Regions from separate parts of the Canis lupus genome. Here region 1 is linked to region 2. Evidence: chromatin contacts called from public Hi-C data. All regions are on one chromosome and are shown on one strand. The core of a region is the stretch at or near the end of the contact, and the rest is flanking DNA. Distances in the headings are between cores, read along the strand shown.

Evidence for each region. Hi-C and Micro-C count contacts between places; a contact is called where the count stands out from the background.
Region 1: a Hi-C map of blood shows a contact between it and region 2, with 2.2 times the contacts expected there. The contact joins the promoter of RASA1 here to the promoter of CCNH in region 2. A contact is called at or near these places in 2 of 9 Hi-C or Micro-C datasets (both in blood).

Annotation. Positions count from the first base shown.
Region 1 is chr3:21,307,039-21,312,872 of UU_Cfam_GSD_1.0, forward strand. RASA1 (ras GTPase-activating protein 1) reads right to left here and starts at 3,511. Exons shown (of 25, transcript XM_038532397.1): 1 at 3,042-3,511. The coding sequence starts at 3,511.
Region 2 is chr3:21,177,280-21,183,215 of UU_Cfam_GSD_1.0, forward strand. CCNH (cyclin-H) reads left to right here and starts at 3,272. Exons shown (of 9, transcript XM_038532398.1): 1 at 3,272-3,545. The coding sequence starts at 3,429. It overlaps LOC111095149 (a long non-coding RNA gene), which reads right to left and starts at 3,458. Exons shown (of 4, transcript XR_005356757.1): 1 at 3,220-3,458.

The DNA.
Region 1 (5,834 bases), core at 2,261-4,760, 130 kb after region 2:
CGGGAATTTTAGATACAGAAACTTCTACAGCATAAAAATACATAGGAAGAATGTTATGCTTTTTGAATTTTCCTCAAAACTTGTAAAAGGAAAATATTCAAATAAATAGTTAAAACTATATAAACTTTTCTGTCCTTAACCAAACTAATGAAAACCCTCGGTAATAAACATGAGACAATGACTCACCATGCACGCAGAAAAACAAGGTACAAAATACTAATGGCAGTAAGGTATTTGCATTTGTCCATCCATATATCGTCATTTAACGGCTCTTGTGACCAACAGCACCAAACTAGCTGGACACAGGGTTGAACTCCATGTGCAAGGGAACTCTACTCTAACAAACCACTGTGGACTCAAACCTGTGACCTGAACCCCTTAATATCATGCTATGCAATAACTAAGGTGACCACTCACTAGTAAACAAATATTCACTTAGTCGAAGAACATTTCTTCAGTACCTTACAAAAGATTTGGCATTAGTTAACCAAATCATTAAAGCCCTTTAAAAATAGGAATTCAGGGATCCCTGGGTGGCGCAGCGGTTTGGCGCCTGCCTTTGGCCCAGGGCGCGATCCTGGAGATGGGATCGAATCCCACGTCGGGCTCCCGGTGCATGGAGCCTGCTTCTCCCTCTGCCTCCCTCTGCCTGTGTCTCTGCCTCTCTCTCTCTCTCTCTCTCTCTCTGTGACTATCATAAATAAATAAAAATAAAAAAAAATTAAAAAAAGGAATTCATAGAAAAGATCTGAACTTCATCTCTAAACCTACTTAACCTGATGGAAACCTTTATGAAGTCATAATTCTTAATATAGCTAACCATGGTAGCTAGACCTCTGGAGTACGAACCATTGCCTAAAGTAACTATCAGTGAGGGAGTTCCCTGTACCAATAGAATCAGTAGGCAATTTAATGGCAATAAAATATTACTGTTACTTTGGCATACTATTTACTGAACACTTACTATGTGCCAAGCACTGTGCTGACTGAATACTTCAGGGTTCTCATTAAATCTTAAAAACGATGCTATGACGGAGGTACCATTATTATCCCCATTCTACAGATGGGGAAACTGACCTTTCCAAGATCACACAGTTATAAGTGGTAGAGTCAGGATTCCAACCCAAATCTTGTCTAACTTCAGAATTTGCACCCTTAAACACTACACTGTATTGCCTCCAGTGACTCTGGTTTGATATCTAAGATAAAGAAAAGAGGGTAATTTGTACTCCTCAGTGACAAATTTAAAAAACATACTTGAAATGGAGGATACTTTTCAGAACATTTACGATTCTCATATATACAGTCATGCAAGTATTATTTTTATTCCCAAATATATATTAATGATGATGGAAACCTCACACAATAGACTTCTAAAAATTTTTCCAAATACTCCTTCATGTTTATCCTGAAAAATCTAATGGGAACACTATATTTTCTGCCCAGTTTTGCTGTGAACCTAAAACCATTCCACAAAATCACTTTTTTAAAAAAATTTATAACTACAATATACAAATATGCCTAATATAACTCAGTTACAAACACTGGCAAAAGACTGCCTTCTTTCAGTATGAAAAGTTGCACTTTATTATAACCCTAGTGCTGAGCATGGAGTGATGTAGTGAGCGCTTAAATATTTACTGATTCTTTCAAAAAGGCTTGAAGGTGTGTAAACAGTGCTGTAAAATTCAAATTTTTCACACTCCCAGAACACCTTCAGAGGTCTATAAAACAAACACATAACATGGTAAGTTGGAATAAAGTTAGACAAAAAAATTAAACTCTTACTGAGCAGTATACCACGGCTGACACAAATCAGGCTACTTTTACCTTTCCCCCTTAAATATCAAAAGATGTAGCCCTAGGTTAAGAATGGATTATCACAGAATCTTTTTCTAATCATTTTCTAAGTCCTTTCTAAATCCTCCAAAGCTTATCCAAAACAAACAAATACTTTCAATTGTCCAGAGTGAATGTCATCATATGAACCAAATATTTTTTCCTCTGATACACCAAGGCTGTCGAAATTCTAAAGGTCAGATAATAACTGATGTGAAGGATCCGTAAGAACGGTTTTGCCATCTATTACCCCTTCCCAGTAACACTCTCCTCTCATCAAGGTCCACCTTTACAAACACACACCTATGTTCACTTATGGAGGGAACAAGGGGAAGGTACTCACCGTGTGAAAAAAGCCATTTGCCCTAAATGCCCTGCAATATACCGTCGCAACTGATTGCCAAATGGAACACTGCACTGGCCACCAACAAAGTATTGAAGTATTGACAATTTTACTTGAGAACTGTGCTTACAAAGCCTCAACTATAAAAAGATCAGGCTGTTATCAATAAATGGGAATTTCACGGCCTACGTCACAGACCCCGTAAGAGGAGAGAGACCCTTCACCACACCTGTAATTCGCAGAACTCCTTTCCTTTCTCGCCGACCCACATCTTCAGGAGAGACCCGAAGACTTTTCTGCATCGCTCTGCCTCCGAAAGGCTGGGGATGCACAGCACCACAAAGGCAAAGCCTTCTGACCGGTGCATGTTTAAAATGGTCATCAATACCATACTCCTTGGAATACTTGCATACCCAAAGCCTTATGACTAAGGATAACCTGACTTCAACAGGGAATGCACGCACAGGCTGAGAGAGACTCTACGGCCCGGGCAGCTGCAAGCTCAGCTGAGCCCCGGGGACGCAACCTCGGCTTGGAAAAGGCAGCACCGTATCCGGTTCCCGATGGATACACATGCCCCCCCTCCCCCCCCTCCCCCCCCACTCTCCATGCTTTCCTAGCTCAAAAACTTCACTTCTTCCCAGGGTCTAACCAGAAAGATGCAAAAGACGCCGAAGGCAGCGTGCACGCCCTCAGGGAAGAGGAGCGATCCAATCAAGTCCCGACGCACGCCAACCCCGAAGGCTCCAAACTTTTTCACCAACGGATCGCAACTGCAAGAAAAGCTGCAGGTCCCAGGGGTTCGCACTTGTGCCCAGGAGCCGGCGTCCCCGGGCCCGGGACGGCTGCGTGCACTTACTGGTTAGTCGGAGGCGCGGTCAGGGGGATGGCCACCTCTTCCTCCTCGTATTCGGGTCCATCCAGGGAGTCCCCTTCGTCCACGGTTCCCAGGCCGGCGGCGCCCAGGGCGGGCAGCTGAGGCGGCGGCGGCAGCGGGGGGAAGGCGCCGCCCGCCCCGAAGGTGTCCGCAGCCAGCGAAGCGGTGCCCTTGGCGAGGGCCGGCTCTCCCCCGGCCCCGGCGGCCCCGGCCCCGGCCCCTCCCCCTGACAGTCCGGCTCCCCCCACGGCTCCCGCCCCCGGCCCGGCGCCCAGCGCGGCCCCGCCGGCCTCCGGCAGCCCGGAGCAGGCGACGGCTGGCACGGGCAGCGCGCCGGGCATCCTCACCCTGCACGCCGCCGGGCAGGCGCTCGAGCCCGCGGCCGCGCCGCCCCCCGCCGCCCCCGCCGCCCCCGGGCCGCCCTCCTCGCTGCCGCCCTCGGCCGCCATCATGTTGAAGCCCGCTCCGCTCTCCGCTCTACGCTCGCCCGGGAGCCCCGGGGGCCAGCAGGCCCGGGCTCCCAGCCGCCCCACCCGGGCGCGTCCCCCTGGCGGCTCCCCGGGCGGAGGAAACGACAACAAAAGGACCGAGCCCGCCGCCGCGCCCCCTCCTCGGGCCACAGCCCAGGCTCCGGAGCGGCCCGGGTTACGGGAAGCCGAGTGGGCAAAAAACCTACCGCCGGCACCAACGCCAACCCGCACCTTCAGCCTGCACACCCACACTCACACACATGCACACTAGTGAGAAACTTCCTGGCCGCGCCAGAGAGGAAGGGAAGCACAGAGGAAGCGGCTGGCGCGGCTGCCGCCCGCTCGGCCGCCGCCGCCGCTTCACCACCCCAGTTCCGGCCACCCCCACCGCAGCCACCGCCGGTGCCGCTGCTGGGGCCCGGGCCGCGGCGGCCGCTGCATCCTCCGCGGGGCTGGAGGCGGGAGGGGTGGGGAGAGGAGAGGAGAGGAGAGGAGAGGAGAGGAGAGGAAGGGGCGGGGGGCGGGGAAGCGGGCCGAGCGGCTGCCGACCTGGAGCGCTCGCGGAAACCGACTAGAGAGAGAGGGAGAGAGAGAGAGAGAGAGAGAAAGGAAGGCGGGGCGCCGGAGGAGGAGCCGGCCGCGGGAGGAAGGGCGGGGAGCAGGGCCGGGGCGGCTTGTGCGCAGGCGCGGCCCTGGCGCGGGGGCGGCCGCGCTGCTGGGCCCGAGGGAAGGAAGCGGCGGGGGCGCGCGGTGCGGGGGACCGGCCGCGGGGGGGCGCCCGCCCCGTCCCCGCCCCGCCCCGCCCCGGGTCAGCGTGCGCCGCGGAGGGGCGGGCCGAGGGCTGGGGGGCCCGGCTCCGCGAACGCGGCGGGGACGCTGCAGGGGAGGGGGCAGCGCCGAGGAAGACGGCAAGGAAGATGCCGCGGAGCCGGGGCCCTGCTTCCTGCTGGTGGAAAATAACGCCTTTAGGAAGCGGCGCTGCCGGGGCCCGGGGCCGAGGGGGAGTGGCAGGGCTATCGATTTGTTTGATTTTCGTCGCATACTAGAAATCACTATATGACTATTCCGTGTTTTATTTTATTTTATTTTTAAGGTTTTATTTGTTCACTCATGAGAGACAGAGACACACAGGCAGAGGGAGCAGCAGGCTCCACGCAGGGAGCCCGATGCAGGACTCGATCCCAGGACCCCGGGGTCACGCCCTGGGCCGAAGGCAGGCGCTAAACCGCTGAGCCACCCGGGGATCCCCCACTACGTATTTAAAAAAAAAAAATTCAAACTACGTTCTGAAACTCAAGAGAAGTAAAGGAAATAGATAAGGGGAGCCTTACGGGGTGGGGGGGGCTAAGAATTTTGGTAGAAATAGTGGCAAATTCTGATTTCTAAGACCGTACACGTTTTGTTTTCCTCACTCACAGCACCATCTCTCCTCTCTGTCATGTCCCTCCCCGCCCCCCCCCCCCCACACACACACAATTACCTGTGCCATCTCAGGTCTTGGGCACTAATGACGTGTGTAGAGGAGCGGGTGCCACAAACAACACTTGTGTGCAGAAGGCAGGGGGCCTGTTCCAGGACGCATATGTGAAGCATGGAGAACCTTGAACAAGGCCAATGTCAACGTTGCAAAGTGCCAGAGACAATAATGCATAGTTTCAAAAATTATCAATAAACTGATGTCTCAACCTAAGTAAAGCCAGAAATGGGTTTTGTTTCCTCTTTTATGCTAGAATATGTATAAACGATTGCGTTCATTCATGTAAGTGGAAGAATCACTCCCATTATTTGAAATTACAGTACGGGCAATTTGCCCCTTGCATTCATATATTGTTCTTTTAAATTCTACCAGGAGAAAAAAATAAATAAATAAATAAATAAATTCTCCCAGGAGGAATCTCACATTGACTACCTTCGAATATTGGTCTTTGAGATCAATGTTTTCTCTGCTAAAGATGATCCAACCAACAGAGGAGTACATAAGGGATGAGTAGGGGCTCTAACAGGCTCATGGAAAAAAAGGGAAGCCACTGAAAGAGGTGGCAAGGTGCACACAAGGCATTTCCTTTTCTTAGAAGTTTGCACAAACCTATTTGCCAAATCATTGACAAACTTGATTAATCCTGAGGACTCTCATTGTGCTTACCTCTTATGCAGTGTACCACTTGAGAGAGCAAAGATTGATTAGTCACAAGAGTGGTCTTAGACCAGCTGTAATCCCAGGAACCTGTTAGAAATGCAAATTCTTGGCCCCATCCCAGACCCTCTGAAACGGAAAACCCAGGAATCTGTTTTACTAGGCCCTCCA
Region 2 (5,936 bases), core at 2,022-4,521:
AACTGCAACACAATTTAACAACTACAGCACAATAAAAGAGATAGTGTTTACTTAAAAACTCATTGTCATCTTTTCTGCTAACATTTACTTTCTAGGTAGTATCTAACAAAATAACCTTGGCTTTCAAGTTTGCAGTATTTCTATTTTTTAGAAAGTATAAATTCTTCAGTTTGTTTAGTTTGTTTGAAATGCCTCCAGCTAGTATCAGGGAAATTGTGACTTAACTGGGGTGGGAAGTGGAGGGGAACTGACCGTGTGTATTGATAATTTTGAAATTTTCATTTCTCTCTCTTCTTTGAAGTTTTATACAAATAAAAAGTATGGAAGAAACACTTGCTACTTTTTAGTTGGAATTAGAAATGGAACTAGGTAAAGGCACCTAGTTCTATGTCCACAGTCTGCCTTCCACTGTAGAAATAGCACAAGGAATAAATTTGTGCTCAAAGAGCTCGACAGGGGAATGTGACTCTGTCATAGTGACTGATGTAGCATCCAGCCTGCTCATCTTAATAAGAAGTCGTATGTGAGCCTCACTGTTAGGGCATCAGTAATAATTTTATCCTGTAGCTGGTTAACTTAGATACAATTCCTTATACATCCCAAAAATATGGTCAGTATTAATTTTTGTAGGCTAAGATTTGTTACAGGAAAAAAAAAATAGTTCCATCATCACCACCAGCTTTTTCACATTGACTTCCTAAATGAACTCTGACACTGAGCAATTTTACTGTGGAAATCTTATCCTATTTCTCCCAAATGCCCATCTTTGGATTCTCCTTTACATAAAATTAAAGGAGTTGTCAGATGTCTTTTAGAAAAAAACAAAAAGAATTGACATGGTATACAAAACTGTCATGGGTCAAGATCTTCTGTACATACTAATTTACCTACATCCCCTCATTTCCTGCTTATCTTTTATAACTTTGTTTTTCCTTTATTTTTTTTTAAAGATTTTATTTATTGATGAGAGAGAGAGGCAGAGACATAGGCAGAGGGAGGAGAAGCAGGCTCCGTTCAGGAAGCCTAATGTGGGACTCAATTCCCGGTCTCCAGGATCACACCCTGGGCTGAAGGCAGACACTCAACCGCGGAGCCACCCGAGCATCCCTGTTTTTCCTTTAAAATTATTCTTCCCCATTACACAGTATTTTAAGGTGCTCACAGTGCACTGGGCTCTTAACTTACCATGTCCTACCTTAACATTATGACATTTTCTCCTTTCTCTTTTCTGAGCCATTTTACTAGTCCATATTACCAACAAATGTTTAAGGAGTGTCTGGATTTCAAAAGTTGCAAATTACAAATTTGCAAGTTTGAGAAATTCAAATGACTTTGGCAAACTCTACCCTCAACTGTACCTACCAAAATGAAACAAAACAAAACAAATAAAGCTCTCCCTTAAACCTCTCAAAACTTTTTCATAGAACACAGACACCCTCCTACCTCTTTTTACCTATGCAAATTTTCAAGACCTAAATTCCTCATCTCCTCTTTATCTGCTTTTTATTTTTTAAAAAACCCAACTATTTGCTGTAGCTCATTCCATCTTTCTAACGTGATGAATTTTGCACAGAATAAAGTATGCCTGCCTACATGGGACAAATAAGAAAACCAGTAAAGGTTTTTGTAATCAATATAAATTTTGTTTCGCAAATGCAATTTTGAAAATACTAGCAATAGCAATTGTAAATCTCGTCCGTATTAACAGTAGCTTATTGCAAGTCTTCCCTGGGGCAATAATGAAGATGAGAATTCAAGAAAATCATAAAACTACCATTATATAGTGCTTCAGATGTGGAAGTGGGGTAAGACTGGCTAGTAATCAGCAGAAGGGGAGGGGAAAGGTCCTGGGAAAAGGATAGGATCACAGCAGTGGTGGAAGAGTAGAGAATGCATATGCACTGCATCTGGCTTGTCCACCCGGTTCCATGCTCCCTGAGGCGGTCTTTTGTGAGGAGGCACATTCTTCTTTAAAAGTCCCAGGAATGCTTCTGCCTTGGGACCCTGATGTTCTATCTGCCCCCAAATCCACTGCTCCCACAAGAGGCCTACTCCCTCAACTCTCTCAAGCCTTTGCTCAAATGTCACCTTTTCAGGGAGGCATACTTTGAACACTCTATTTTTTTTTTTTTGAAACAATAAATATGTATACATTATATTATATGAAAAAGAATTAGCAGAAAACTGGATATAGGACTTAACATTTCTGGAACCGTTATAAACCATGTTAAACTGTTTACACAAATATGTGACTATCGAGAATTTGCTAGGTGTATAATTAAATCCTGCCTACTAGGAATGTTATTTTTGCTTCAGAGTATATGAAACAGAATTGATCTTGAAGATCCCATTTCAGTGCTAAATTCTTTTCTAGATAACACATCTTTTGACTTGAAAAAGCGTCAATAATTTGAAAATTGGGTTCAGAGAGTAAGCTAAATGGCAGCAGGGTTTGTGCCTGATTTTGTCTACGACTCAAGGCGTGTGTGGTAGGTAGAAAATACTTGCCTAATAAATAATCTTCACAACCAAAAAAAAAAGAAAAAGTATTAACAGTATAATACCTTATTCTCTTATATATAGTAGCCATTTAAAATGAAAAAGCTAAAATAAAATGAAAAAGCTAATCTAAAAAAATACATAAAAATAAAAAATAAAATGAAAAAGCTAGAAGCCTGGAGTTGCTTGATGATAGGATTAAATATAAAATGGGCATATCATTACTTGAACACCTTATATTTTTTTAATTATTTATTTATTCATGATAGACCTAGAGAGAGGCAGAGACGCAGGCGTTAGGAGAAGCAGGCTCCACGCAGGGAGCCCGACGTGGGACTCGATCCCTGGTCTCCAAAATCGGGCCCTGGGCTGAAGGCGGTGCTAAACCGCTGAGCTACGCAGGGATCCCCTTGAACGCCTTATTTATTTTATTTTATTTTTTTTTTTTTTGAACGCCTTATTTAAAAGTTGACACCCTCCCAGGCCCTTTAGCCGCTTCGAGTTACCGCACTTAAGTTGTTAACGTAGCCCCCCACCCCCACCCCCGCCCCCGCCCCCGCCCCCGCCCAACCTCCACCTTCCATCCCTTTTGGACGCCCCTGCCTGGCGCCTCTCCTTTAAATTGTGTCGGGAAGGGGCGGGGCTAGGGCCTCGCGTCACCGTAAGGGGGCGTGCCCTTAGGCTCCGCCCACTTGCGTGCCGGGGGCCGCCCGGACCTACCCGAGGGCTGTTTTCCTCTCAGTCCGCTCCGGAAGCGCGACTGCCGTCGGAAATATCACGTGGTCTGGACGTCACCGCGCCGGCGCCGCCGAGCGGGCGCCCTCGGTTTCCGCGGGACCGCGGTGGTAGCCCAGGCGGTGTTTGCCCGCCGCGTCGTGCCCTGTGGCGTCCTTTCCTCAGGCCGCCGCGGCCTGCCTCGCGGCTCCGCGATGTACCACAACAGCAGCCAGAAGCGGCACTGGACTTTCGCGAGCGAGGAGCAGCTGGCGCGCCTGCGGGCCGACGCCAACCGTAAATTCAAATGCAAAGCGGTGGCCAACGGGAAGGTGAGGGAGCCTGGCGGCCGGTTCCCTGCGCGCCCCCTTCCCCGCTGCCGGCCTCGGCGGAGCGCGGGGCGTTTTCCCGACCACACGGGCGAGGACCTCGGGGGGCGACCCGCAGCGTGCGGAGGCCAAGGCTCTGGGGCGCTCTAGTTGTGGGGCGCTGTGCGGGGAGTCGGCGCGGGGAGCCTGGGAAGGGACGTTCCGGGCCGGCGGGGCGGCAGGTGCAGTGGGCAGGTCGGGGCCCGCAGGGGCGGCGAAGGGCGAGGCCGCGCACCTGGAGGCGGAAGGAAGGAGTCCGGTTCGGGATGACGAGATGGGGAGCCTGTTGTAAGACTTCAAGTGGGAGACTGACCTTTCGGGTTCTGTCGTAGGGAGCTGGGAACCCCGGGGGTGCGGGGGGCGGAGGCGGGACGCGGGGGTGGTCGGCGCCCGAGGCCTCGGCCCTGCCAGCCGAGCCCTTGCCGTCGTAGCTCCCGCCGCCCTGCTCCTCTTCCACGGGCTCCGCCAAGGGTTCCAGCACCAGCGTCCCTCCGGCGAGTATTCCGCCCTTCAGACCCCTTGGGGCCGAGGCCCTTTGATGCCCGACCGACGTCTGTATCACGCCGCCTGCGTTTGGCGCTGCCCCGAAGGGGGACCTCCCGGGCTGCGCCCCAGGCGCTGCTCTGAGTGTGTGTTAGCTCATTCAGTCCTCACAACTGTCCCACCAGGCAGATGCTGTTATTGTCCTTGCTTTACAGCCGGGGAAACTGAGGTATGGAGTGGTTGGATAACTTTTCAGGACTGGTAAGTGGCAGAGCCAGGATCTGTGAACCCATTCCTGCTGGGCCATCTCCATAAAATTAGTTGGTATTAGTTTCCTTGTGCTATCATTAAAAAAAAAAAAAAGGCACAAACTGGGTGGTTTAAAACAACAGAAATGTACTGTTTCACAGTTCTAGAAGCCGGAAGTCTGGGATAAAGTTGTCATCAGGATATATTCTCTGTAGTTTCCAGGTGACCCTTTCTTCCTTCAGCTTCTGGTAACTTAGGTGTTCCTTTGCTTCTACCAACTTTTTTTTTTTTTTTTTTTAAAGATTCCATTTATTTATTCACGACAGACACAGAGAGGCAAAGACAGGCAGAGGGAGAAGCAGGCTCCCTGCAGGGAGCCCTACATGGGACTCGATCCTGGAACTCCAGGATCAGGCCCTGGGCTGAAGGTGGCGCTAAACCGCTGGGCCACCAGGGCTGCCCTGTTCCTTGCTTCTATCTCTGTCTTTACAAAGTGTTCTCTCTGTATCTTCCCACATTGTTGTTATAGGGACACCAGTCGTATAGAATTAGGAGCCACCGTCCTCCAGTATGACCTCATATTAACTAGTCACATTTGTAGAGATTCTGTTTCCAGATAAGGTCACACTCAGATCCCGGAGGTTAAGACTTCAACATACCCCCCCCCCCCTTTTTTTGGTAAACATAATTAATCCAGTAACACTGCCTAGTATATAATTGTTTTAAAATTGTTTTATGAACCATCTAGGTATTTTGTGGAGAGTTTATAAAGACAGGAGGTACTATTTGGGGGGAGGGGGTTGGAGGTACTATTTTTTTAAGGGTCATAATCATCCTTGAGACACTTGTTGATTTTTACCTCAGCCTATGTGACTTAATGACTGAGAAAGGGATGTTGAAACCTTCCCAACCAATGACAGTATGTATCTTTTTTTTTTTAAGATTTTATTTATTTATTCATGAGAGACTGGAGAGAGAGAGGCAGAGACACAGGCAGAGGGAGAAGCAGGCTTCATGCAGGAAGCCCAACGCGGGACTCCATCCAGGGACTCCAGGATCAGGCCCTGGGCCAAAGGCGGCGCTAAACCGCTGAGGCCCCCCTCCCCCCCCCCAACCTTGTATCATCTTTTTGATTTATGATTGACATCAAACTTGTGAGCAGATGCACACCCTCTGTCATGATTCTTTTTACCCTACTGAAGTAAATGCCCAGCTGACATTCTGAGAAACTGTGATACAATAGGATCATTTTTAGTTTATCAGATATTTCACTAATATTACTTCGTGTAATAATTTAGTTCTCTAAAGAGAAAAATGACATCTGGTATATTTCCCTTTGGTTGGAGATACAAATGCAGTCTGGACTGAGAAAAGTATTTTAAGATTATTCATTTCATTGAACTTCTGCTGTAACTTTTTTTTTTTTTTAATTTTTTTTAAAATTTTTATTTATTTATGATAGTCACAGAGAGAGAGAGAGGCAGAGACACAGGCAGAGGGAGAAGCAGGCTCCATGCACCGGGAGCCCGATGTGGGATTCGATCCCGGGTCTCCAGGATCGCGCCCTGGGCCAAAGGCAGGCGCCAAACCGCTGCGCCACCCAGGGATCCCTTTTTTTTTTTT